Regions from separate parts of the Bombyx mori genome. Here region 1 is linked to region 2. A link is a contact called in public Hi-C data. All regions are on one chromosome and are shown on one strand. The core of a region is the stretch at or near the end of the contact, and the rest is flanking DNA. Distances in the headings are between cores, read along the strand shown. Region 1 holds the start of LOC101737171 (biogenesis of lysosome-related organelles complex 1 subunit 5). Region 2 overlaps LOC101737319 (arfGAP with SH3 domain, ANK repeat and PH domain-containing protein).

What was found. Hi-C and Micro-C count contacts between places; a contact is called where the count stands out from the background.
Region 1: a Hi-C map of posterior silk gland shows a contact between it and region 2, with 2.1 times the contacts expected there. The contact joins the promoter of LOC101737171 here to the enhancer-like site in region 2. A contact is called at or near these places in 5 of 7 Hi-C or Micro-C datasets (midgut, posterior silk gland and whole pupa).

The regions. Positions count from the first base shown.
Region 1 is chr5:6,294,089-6,299,741 of ASM3026992v2, reverse strand. It overlaps LOC101737171 (biogenesis of lysosome-related organelles complex 1 subunit 5), which reads right to left and starts at 1,361. Exons shown (of 5, transcript XM_062668584.1): 1 at 1,169-1,361. All of the region lies in intron 1 of LOC101737319 (arfGAP with SH3 domain, ANK repeat and PH domain-containing protein), which reads left to right.
Region 2 is chr5:6,252,702-6,258,370 of ASM3026992v2, reverse strand. LOC101737319 (arfGAP with SH3 domain, ANK repeat and PH domain-containing protein) reads left to right here. Exons shown (of 16, transcript XM_038010867.2): 5 at 3,516-3,761; 6 at 4,019-4,280; 7 at 4,876-5,100; 8 at 5,245-5,467. Among protein-coding and RNA genes, the nearest start is that of LOC101738633, 19 kb to the right of the region's middle. Within about 2 kb of position 2,995, at least 7 of the 8 cell types and tissues checked have open chromatin away from gene starts, as enhancers often do.

The sequences.
Region 1 (5,653 bases), core at 112-2,611, 43 kb before region 2:
ATTTTGGATGTAAGTTTTGAAATGCATGTTAAAGCCTGTACTTATTTTTATCACTCTCCTTCTTGGGCAAAGCCTGAATAGTCAATACCAACATATTTGGATGGTATGTGAGCCTAATGCATAAAACTTTATCCTGCTTATTTGCCAATCATTCATCGGAGTTTATCAGTAAAATAATTGTAATTTTAATCTAATCAATGCATTATTAAATTATAGTTATTATTATTCATTTTAAATGACTTTCCTTTTTACTTAACAAGTAGCCTTTGTACAAAATATATTAGCATGTAATATAGGACATGTGGGTTTAAAATGTTTTAGTTTTAATTGTGATTATAATATAAACAATTAAACAAAACTTATAATAGGGACAAAATATGGAGTATGGTGAAATAATGGGATACATTTAATTGTGTTTTATTTAGAATACTATGTTTTATTTTATTTTATATTATATTTTGCACATTTATGGTAAAATGTATTTGTTTTTATGTTCAGCTGATGAATCTCTTTTAATATAGTCCAGTGGCATATTCACGTGAGTTTGGGCATCAGATGGGGTTTTTTATTGCCCTTGTAGGCACACAAGCATACGGCCCACCAATGACAGGGGCAAAGCCAAGCCGCTGCCTACTGTGAAAGTATTATTTAATTTAAAAACAACAAAAAAATAGTCCTAATAGGATTGTTGTTGACCAAAATTATAATAACCAAAAATTTTAATATAATTCATTATAAAATGATATTCATAATCAAAAATCTAGAGGATGAAATTTAGATTCACTACACTGCATAAATAAAACAGGTTAAAAATCTTGTACATATAAAAAAATATATCAATTTAAGTAATTAAGTAATCAAATAATAAAATTATAATTTAAGTAATCAAAATATTTCTTTTGTAAATATTTAAAGACCCATTTTATATTTGAAATTCATGATTAAATTACAATAAACATGTATTCAATAGAAAATATTATATTGACGAGGATGCGGACGTATTATGAGGAGTCTGGAATAGTGTGGGCGAATTTCGACCTTGCCAGCGTCCATTACGCCCCCTTGTTGTTAGCAAATAATGATATGATAATTTACAGAGTTGTAATTTTAGTATTTAAATTAAAACAAAAACTAAATCAAATCTAAATAATAAGTTGATCATATTTACATTGTTGTGCTTACGAAAATGGCGTTGTTGCGTCAATGATTAGTGAGTGTTGGCTTCTTACTCTTTGCCTTCAGCCTTGCCGTCGTGGGCGGAGACTCGTAGTCAGCAGTGGAATGAAAAGTAGCCTATGTTCTTTCCTAGGACTATTTCCGTATAGAATTCCGTAAAATTGTTTCACTGAATTGAGTGTCAAAACTTAACTAACAAATAGGGTTGCTATCGTTTTCATAAAATTAGAATTTTGGTTGACAGCGTTATTGGCATAGCCGTATAAATCGACGTGCTAATTTGATCAAAATAAACTTCATTAATTTTTAGTAGCGACGCATTGTTTAAAACATATGAATATAAATAGCAATTAAAAAGTTTAGGAAACATTATTAAATTAGCTGCTTAATCTCGCATTTATTATATTCAAAGTATCGAATACTTTACAGTTTTCGTGTTCACCAATGGCTACAATGTTATTGTTATTTTAAAGTGTGACGTACGTTGATGAAAGTACAAAATTTCAACTCAATCTGAAAAATTTGACGAGAACACAAACAACACGAACAAGCCAAACCCCTGATATATGATTCTTTTGTATTTAGTAGTACAATTCGCAAATATAGTATGAAGTTAATAGATATGTAGTAAGACCTTGTTGATGTTAACAAATGACAGGTAGTTTATCTGAGGCTTTACCCAGAGTAAAGGTTGTCCATACTACCTAGGACTACTGCGTTTATCCACAGTGTTTTTTTTTCGCGTTTCCTGAGATGTTTTCTGCCACGTAGCATCCGGCTCTGGAATAAGCTCCCCACTACGGTACTTCCCGAACGTATGACATGTCCTTATTCAAACGAAGCTCGCGGAGAGTCCTTAACAGTAGGCAGCGGCTTGGCTCTGCTCCTGGCATCGGTAACGTCTATGAGCGATGGTAACTACTCACCGTCGGCTGGACTGTCTGCTCGTCTGCCTACAAGGGCAACAAATAAAAAGGCTTTTTCCATCTATTGCTGTATTTCATTATATACTAATATGGTAAAGTATTCGCACCTTTCTTTTCCTAACTCTCTTATTTCCGAGTAATATCCAAAGCATTATTTCAAATGTAATCAAGATAATACATTAGGTTTTAATTAATTATGCGTATTGAAATCTATAACGTCTACTTATCAGACGGTAACAGAATAACGCTATGAAAATTGATAAATCAATACTATTCTTTCGATTGTGAATACGTAATAAGGCGGCGGCTGTCTGCGTGCGCTAAAGTCATTTTCTTGAACGCGAAGGGCTAGATCTAGGTTAGCCTTGCTACATAAATTACCATACATTATAATTACATTTGTACATACAGTATTTTTACTGAAAAAAAGTTATGAAAATAATTTTAGAATCATCATAATAGTGATGGTTTTGTATTATATTTCATAAAAAAAATTACTAAAATCTAACATAAAGATGTTTAATAGTGTTCAAAATATTTCGTTTAGCCTTAGAGTATTGTAAATCCGAAAATTCTCGTCTGTATTGGAAATGGAAGCTCGCGCACTGGCTGGTGTTCAATGAAGTTCATAGCCTACGTAATACATTATAAAGCGAATGCAGCCACCAACCTTGATACTTGAGGCCGAAGTCTCAATTGTATTTTATAACGCCTATCCCACCCCTTAAACTGGATCGCATAACATTTCACTGCCAACATAAAAAAGATAGCAGCAGTACTCGTGCACTCACTCGTGCGACCCTACAATACACCAGTATAAGAATCATCAAGCCGAGAGGTATTTAGTACAAATTGCATGCGTCGTATGACTTATGCGTCTCATCAAAACAAATACAGCCATACTATGTAAGAAAACTTTCAAATCTTTGACGCACTTGTCAAAAATAAAGGGGAGAGTTTCTGAGCCGTATTTACTATGCAGTTTTATGCACTCACTCTTCTTAACTCTTTTTATCTTATGTTGATACTGGGTAAAGGAATTTTTATTGATATTTTCATATAATTTGCAAGCTATGATTGAAAGTAAATAATCCTATCTATTTTTATACCTTATTACTTAACTGAATTTTTTATTTCAAAGTTTATTTTTCTAATCAAATATAATGTAATAAACTACTTCAATGTTTAATTTAAAATAGTATTATGACTTAATTATAAGAAAGCATGGTATAGAAAGGTTTTTAACAAATTAGATGCGTTCGTATCGTGTTTCAATTTCCTGTGTGAGAGTTGATCACGGTAGGTACATCAAAACGAGGTTCGTGGCGAAGCTTGTATCCGCTAACGAATAAAACAAAGTGATAGAAAGGTACCTAGTATGGGCATGCGCAGGTTACTAGGTCACTAAAGCGATTCACCATTAAATGGAAATTGTAGATTCTAATCCTGAATGGAAAGTCGGTAAGCTAAATTGAAACGAGAATGTTAATTGGGAAATGAAAACTCTCTTCGCGGATATTATTTTTATAATCTTCAGAAAATGTCATTTGATAATCAAGTTCAATAAGAAGTAAGTTGAAAACTTGAAGACATTTAATCGTTATGGTTGTATAATAATGATTTTTTTTCGGTCACTGTGAAATCACCGCACTTCCGCGTATGCGTTGAGGGCGGTGAGTCGGGCATTGGAGTTGAACCGACTAAACCCACATTCGATCAACAACCCGTGTCCAAATCTCAGACAGAAATCTAAGACAACTCAACTGAAACAGGCGAGAGACAAGATGTCTTAGCTAGTGGCAGGTCGGCAGATTTATCGGCCAGTTTTCCAGCGCGGGTTGCCGTCATTGGACTTTCCACACCCGGTTAACACTAGAGTGGGGATGCACCACACACGAACCATGGTGTTCGGCTTACCACTGATAAATAATCGGCAAAGAAACCCTCCAGGGCAGCTTCTCCCCGCTAACACGAATGTTATCTCAAAGGAGATGGTGCGGTAACCTCTGCTAGCCCTGACCGTGATGACGCGCTGAATCAAATTTGACTTAATTAAGCTTATATCAATCTCGATATAAATATGTTCTAGAACATGCGACCAAATATTGATTCACCGTCTTAAAGCAACGTATTATTATTGCGATTTAGGGCAAGCCTAAACATAAAATTTTATATGATTGTTTTTAAATGTAGAAACACACTAATAAGTATGGCAACACACTTAGCGGCAGTTAAAAATACAATCTAGTTATTGATGGTAGCACTAAGATACAGTCCACGCTCTAAACCAGCGGTCGGGGAACCGGGGTAAATTACTGGGGTAAAATGAAATTTTGGGGGGTAAAAAGGAAACTTTTGTGAGTAAAAGGTATATATTGAAGTGAAACTTCTTTAGAATCGTTGTGATTTCAAACTCGATGAAACGAAATGAAACAAAACGAAAAATTTTTTTTTTTTTTTTTCAAAGTTATCTTGGGTGCTATAATAAATATGAAAGATGCTAAAAACAAGCGATTTCGTTTTTTTTTCTTCGCCATGGGGTATATCACCTTACACAAAAATATTTTGGGGTAATAATTAAAAAACCGACCGCTGTTCTAAACAGAAACTAGAGATCCTAAGTGTAAATTATGGCCTTTATTTAAATTACACGATGTGAACACTGCCATGCGTGTGACACTCTACCGTATTCGTAAACGAACTCGGACACGACGAAAGTGAATTATCATGGTTCAAGAAATCACCCGGACGCTTAGTGAATGGTGATGTCGTTTAGACGACAGCCATCTAAGTAGATTTTCTATTATAGTTTCTCCCATTTTTTCCGGTTGAATCGTTTTCTCTGGTATTTGGTTCTTATCTATATAATTAATACGTGAAGCGAAAACTTTGTATCCCTTTTTACGAAAATTGTGCGGACGGAGGAGTATGAAATTTCCCTCACTTATAGAGAACTAGCGACCCGCCCTCGCTTCGCTTCGGAAACATTAAAACACACATGAAACCAAAAAATAAAAATAAAAAAAATAATAAAAAAAGTAGCCTATGTTCATCAGGGACAATGTCGGCTTCTAATGGAAAAAGAATTTTTCAAATCGGTCCAGTAGTTTCGGAGCCTATTCGAAACAAACAAACAAATCTTTCCTCTTTATAATATTAGTAGAGAATATAGAGGAGTGCAGAATGTTAATATTTTTGTAAATTATGCATAAAAAATACATTAAATCAATAAAAAAACATTACACACACACTACCATGTATATGATACATACACGCATGTATACTATTTGTTTATTGTCAAACTTTTCTTATTGCTTTTAGTCTGTGGTCAAATTGAGAATAGATTAAATATCGTTTGTTTTTGTTATTATTTATCTAATTAGCGAAATCTGTGAAGAAGTAGAGTAGTCTTTGACCATAAAATCATAATAGTGTTTATACAAACTTTCGAATTTCAATTAATTATAGTCGAATTACGACTACCGGGGATCCACTAGTAATATGAATATAACATGGCGTTCATTGTTTGAAAATAAAGTAGTTAGACCCGT
Region 2 (5,669 bases), core at 1,746-4,245:
TACATGATCGCTTATAATGAATATATCGATAATACGTCGGGCTCACTTATCGTTATGCATTAACATTACGAGAATGATTCATAGTGAACCAAATGATTACAGACAAAACTAACTGATTGTAAAGTTCGTTGAACCGATCCGTTTTAACGCCACTAATTAACTTTCATTATACTAGTTTTGGGTGTCCTAATGAGGTACAAGGATTCCATTACGGAAGGTCGAACAAAAGGAAACGGGATTGTTAATTTGAGGAAATTCATTTATTTAATTATACATATAATATTAATATAAATCTTGAGTCGTCAGTGATTATGGTCGAGTTTGGGCGAAAACTAGCTATTAATAATTACATTGCATACCAGAGGGTCTGTTGTACACTATCATCCTATAATTGTATATTTCAAGTTGTTTCTTCCTTTAAAAGAGTAAACATTTTTAATTATTTATTATATTTTAAGATGAATAGTGACGTGACTGGTTTGTGATTTATTATGAAAATAGAACTATTCTAATATTCTATACATTAAGATTCCCCGTGTAATTGCATTTGCATAATATTCTTAAAATATATAAGTTTAATACGTTCCAGCATTTGCAAAACAAATCGCATTGTTCCCGGTCTGAAATTAATAGTGCATGAATAACATTAATTACATCTGTCGGTGACAGTCGTTTGCACTGTTTCTGTTATCTCTGCAATTTACACAATAGATATAATTGTGGCCGACTATAATGCCGTTATGAGATGTCGACCTAAACTAAAAAGGTCGCAGTGCATTGGCAATGACACTTGTGTTATTTGGGTAATGTACTTGAACTGGCAGGATTGTGACCGTTAAATACTTTACGTAAATTGGATCATGGCGATGAGGGTCAAGTTCCGCGATCTGGCTTTTGTGGATATCTTTATGGATATATAGCCGTACTCGCCCGCTTCGCTGCGCATTTAAAATTAACATCATTATTTATTGTCATTATTATTAGGGAGTCCAATATTCATATAAATATGGCCTATCCATTAAGTACATGTATTTTCTACATGGATACCAAGTTTCAAGTCAATCGGATGCATGGTTCAGTAATTATAACGGAACATCCGTAAAAACCACTGTAGATTTATATATTAGTATAGAATTAGTATAGATATACTATAATAATACATTTCAAAAATGGCTCCTTTACTAAGGTTTAAATACTTTTGTTGTTGTTGTAGGCCTAGGGTACCCCACTGGTACATAGGGCCCAAGTACTGGTACAAGTTGTCTCCACTTGACCCTGTCTTGCGCTTGCTCGTTGACATCACTCCGGGTCACGTTGGCAGTCCTCATCTTACTCTCCACGGTGCGTCGCCAAGTATGTACAGGGCGACTAGGCCTTCTCCTGCCAAGCGGCTGCCACTCAAACGCGATTGATGCTGCGTTGACTCCGCTGCGGCGTAGAGTGGGTCACATTTAAACACTTTGAGTGGTCATGAATTCTGTGTACATATTTTTAAATGAAACGATTGACGTATTTTTTTAAGGATCCAATTTCTTTGTTTCATGTCCATAAAACTATTACTTCTGAGACATCATCATAAATACATCTGCTATACTAATCTTCATCCTTAAGTTACAGTTTGCTGAGTGTGGGTCTCATCTATAAGAGTCCAATTTACGGTCTAGGCTAGACGCGTCCAATTCTTTCCCACAATCAAATCATCCATTTCTACGTGCAATTCGAGATTCTACTAATGACCAAAGTATAATATAAACGTAAATGATCAAATTTCATTGTGAAACATTTATTTTAACTTTAGGCATTGCTTCTTAGTTGTTGGCAAATAAGTCTGCTGTAAATAGATGCGTCTATCTGCAATTCGGGATGTAATGCCAAACGGTTTATTTAATAACGCAATATTTTTGGCCCTAATGGTACATTTGTGTCTGCCAAATGGCAGGGTTTTAGGGTTCAAGGGTATTGCGTAAGTTAGACCGATTAGTTGATGTTCACGGATACTCTCACTTTTCGAGCAATGCTATGTACAAAACTAAGTGTTTCTGAAGCTTATATTTTTTCAATGAAAATCACAAAAAGACAGTAATTTGTTTTAATTATAAAACAAAATGGCGTACGCCTGTTAGCGTTAATCTGTAGGCTGTAGGTATACCTATAGGTATGACTTAGCGGTAGGCAGTGGCTTAGCTATGCTGCTGCTGTAACTCTCCTCTACCCTTGGTATAATCAATGTCCATGTGCGTTGCTGATCATGTAGATTTAGTGGGTCGTTATTTCTGATACCTTCGACTCCAATAAAAATGAAAATGCTTATAAAGTGTACATATATGTCTAAATTAAACAGCCCTCGTTATTTATTGTCATGTCATAGCATATGACTTGAGAATTGAGATAATAACTATTTAGATAAAACAGAGGTGGGCTCTATTGTATTTCTATTATTTGAGTATGTCAGAAGAGGTCATGTCCTTCTGATGTTAAGTGATTACTGAGGACGCATCACAATCTTAAAAGATGAGGTTAAAGACCCAATATTACAATTATAAAATACATTATTGCAGCCGTCTCGTCCGCCAAGCTGGCATGAGCTTAGTCTCAACTGAATTGTACAACGATTATCCCCTGCTATTAGAGCAAACCGGAAAACATGATGGCTTCGCGGTAGTAATTGGCAGAATTGTGGTAACTATCCATCCAGACTCCCCATACACTTGGCTTGGCAGTAATCACACAAAATTTTATTTGCGCTGTACATTTTAGTAGGTAGTCCCTTCACCCGATAAGAGTACACTGGTCGTCATACTCATTAGGTCATGACGGCCTCTTCACGCAGTGAACAATTTAGCTGGTTTTAGTTACGAGTTAAGTCATCAGTGTGCAGCACAAAAGCGCTTTGTTGAGTGCTAAAAAAGGAAACCTAGAAGCACTATGGTCGGTACCGCACCGCAGAGGCGCGCGTCAGGTCGTCGACCGGCCTTGCGCCGCGCAAGCCGGCGACGATGTGACCCTCGCTTTGTTTCACGTCTCACTCAGCACCCGATGCAAATACCTCCGACAAACTACACAGACTGCGGTACCGGTCTCCTATGCTTTTCATTCGACTGTGTTAGTAAAGAACCGCTATGATTCAAGTAAGAAATACATTACTTTATATTAATGTACCGGTTGCCAAGCCAAGAAAACGATGCAAGGTCGCGCTGTTCGTTATAATTATTGCACAATTCGGTAACACTAATCTGGATTTACTATAGCGTAGATCTGCTTGCGCGTGCGTCATCAAATACAGTTTTAGCTTGCGGAAGGGCACGCGGTATAATATTGGTCTGCTTCTACAGTACGGGTAGCGCACTCGTTTGTCGCGACGTGTTTCATTTTCCACGGTCGTAACTTGTTGATGAAATAATAAGGAGAGACGTGCCCACGCGACTTCTGGCGACACTCTGTCTACCGCAAAACTGGCGCAATTCCACTTCCCGAATGTTTTTTTTTTTTTTAAATTGTCCGTTATATTGTTGCAGTACCTGATCAAGTTCAATGAAATAAAAACCAAAAAAGGAATCGAGTTGCTTCAGCATTTAGTTGAGTACTATCACGCGCAGACAAATTATTTTCAAGACGGCTTGAAGACAATCGAACATTTCGGTGTTTATGTAGCTGATCTGAGTGTCCAGCTACAGAAAATTAGACAGCAACAAGACGACGAGAGAAGGGGGCTCCTAGAATTGAGGAACATGTTGAGGGCAGCAGCGCCACAGGATCGAGAGGTGACCATTATCTAGTATTTTTTACGGCTTACTCTCGCGTTTTTTAATGTCACTATATTATTTCCGACGTTTTGAATACGTTACAGAATTCGTAGATACGAACGCCTAAGGTGTTATTCTTCGACATATAAATATTTTGCTAACTACCGTCTATTTTTCTATAAAAAAATATTTTTATACTTTTCATTTCGCACAAAACGCATTGATGTGATCGTTCAATGAACAATTACTGAAGGTTGTAATGTAAATTTTTCTAGGTAGCCTCTTCGGTGGGAGGCTATTCTCTCCACCAACTGCAAGGCGATAAACAACACGGGGTGACCAGAAGTGGTTACCTTTTAAAAAAGTCCGAAGGTAAAGTAAGACGTGTTTGGCAAAAACGTCGCTGTCGGGTCGCCGCTGAAGGTTTTCTGGATATATTCCATGCCGATGAAAACAAGACTCCAGCTAGAGTTAATCTATTAACGTGCCAAATCAAAGTAGCCGCAGACGATAAGAGGGCGTTCGATCTAGTCTCATGTAAGTAAATTGAGACATCTATATATTAATACGTGAATCAAAAACTTTGTACCCCTTTTTACGAAAATTGCGCGGACGGAGGAGTATAAAATTTCCCACACTTATAGAGAATATAGAGAAACAGTGCCCAATGCTAATATTTTTTTAAAATAATGCATAAAACATACATTAAATCAATAAAGAAAATATTACACACACTATCATGTATTTGACACACACGCATGTATACATACTATTTGTTTATTGTCAAACTTTGTTATTGCTTAAAGTCTGTGGTCAAATTGAGAATAGGTTAATATTGTTTATCTTTAATATTATTTGTCTATAGTGTAATTTTGTCGAAATCTGTGATTGTAGAAGTATTATTAGTCTTTGACAATAGAACCTTAATAATGTTCAAATTTATAATTTCAATTAATTATAGTCGAATTTTGACTACTCCGGGACCACTAGTAATAATAAGTTGATAATGTATAAATTCGCATAAAACTCTAGGACCATTTTTGTACAAGAACTCAGTTTTAAGGTACATTTTGCGACCGCCCCGGCGACAACATTACATTCTTCATAAACAAACGAATGTATTGCTTGGCAGACAACCGTACCTATCACTTCCAAGCCGAAGACGAGGCCGAGCAAAGGGCTTGGACATCAGTTCTGGTGAACTGCAAGGAGGGGGCCCTGATGAGAGCGTTCCACCAGCAAGTAGGCGAGAGTAGTGACTCCGGTCATTCACTGCTAGATCTACAGAGATCTATTATACGCGCCGTTAGATCAATGCCCGGAAATCAAGTTTGCGCTGATTGCGGTTCGACAAATGGTATGATGGCGTTTTCTAAACATTTCATTTAAGATTACTGTGTATTACGTTTTTTGTTTAGTAACATTTTTTTTTTGTATCCTAAATGCTCTCACTGAGGATATTTATATCACTTGGATATTTATAAGATTATTATTTTTTTAGATCCGACATGGCTATCGACAAATTTCGGTATAATAGTTTGTATCGAATGTTCTGGAAGTCACCGAGAACTCGGCGTTCATATATCGAGGATTCAATCTTTGACTTTAGATAGACTGAGCACTTCGCAGCTATTACTGGCCAGGAACATGGGAAATCAGATGTTCAATGAAGTCATGGAGAACACGCTCGATGATAGAGACAAACTCACGCCCGAGAGTACGATGTAAGTTTATATTAATAAGACTGATTCAGTGTTGCATTTCTATATTTATTTTTATTACTTAGATGGGTGGACGAGCTCACGGGCCAACTGTTGTTAAGTGGTTACCGCAGCCCATAGACATCTACAACGTAAATGCCGCCACTCACCTTGAGACATGAGTTCTAAGTCTCCGTTTTAAGAGTATTTCAAACCGAAATGCATT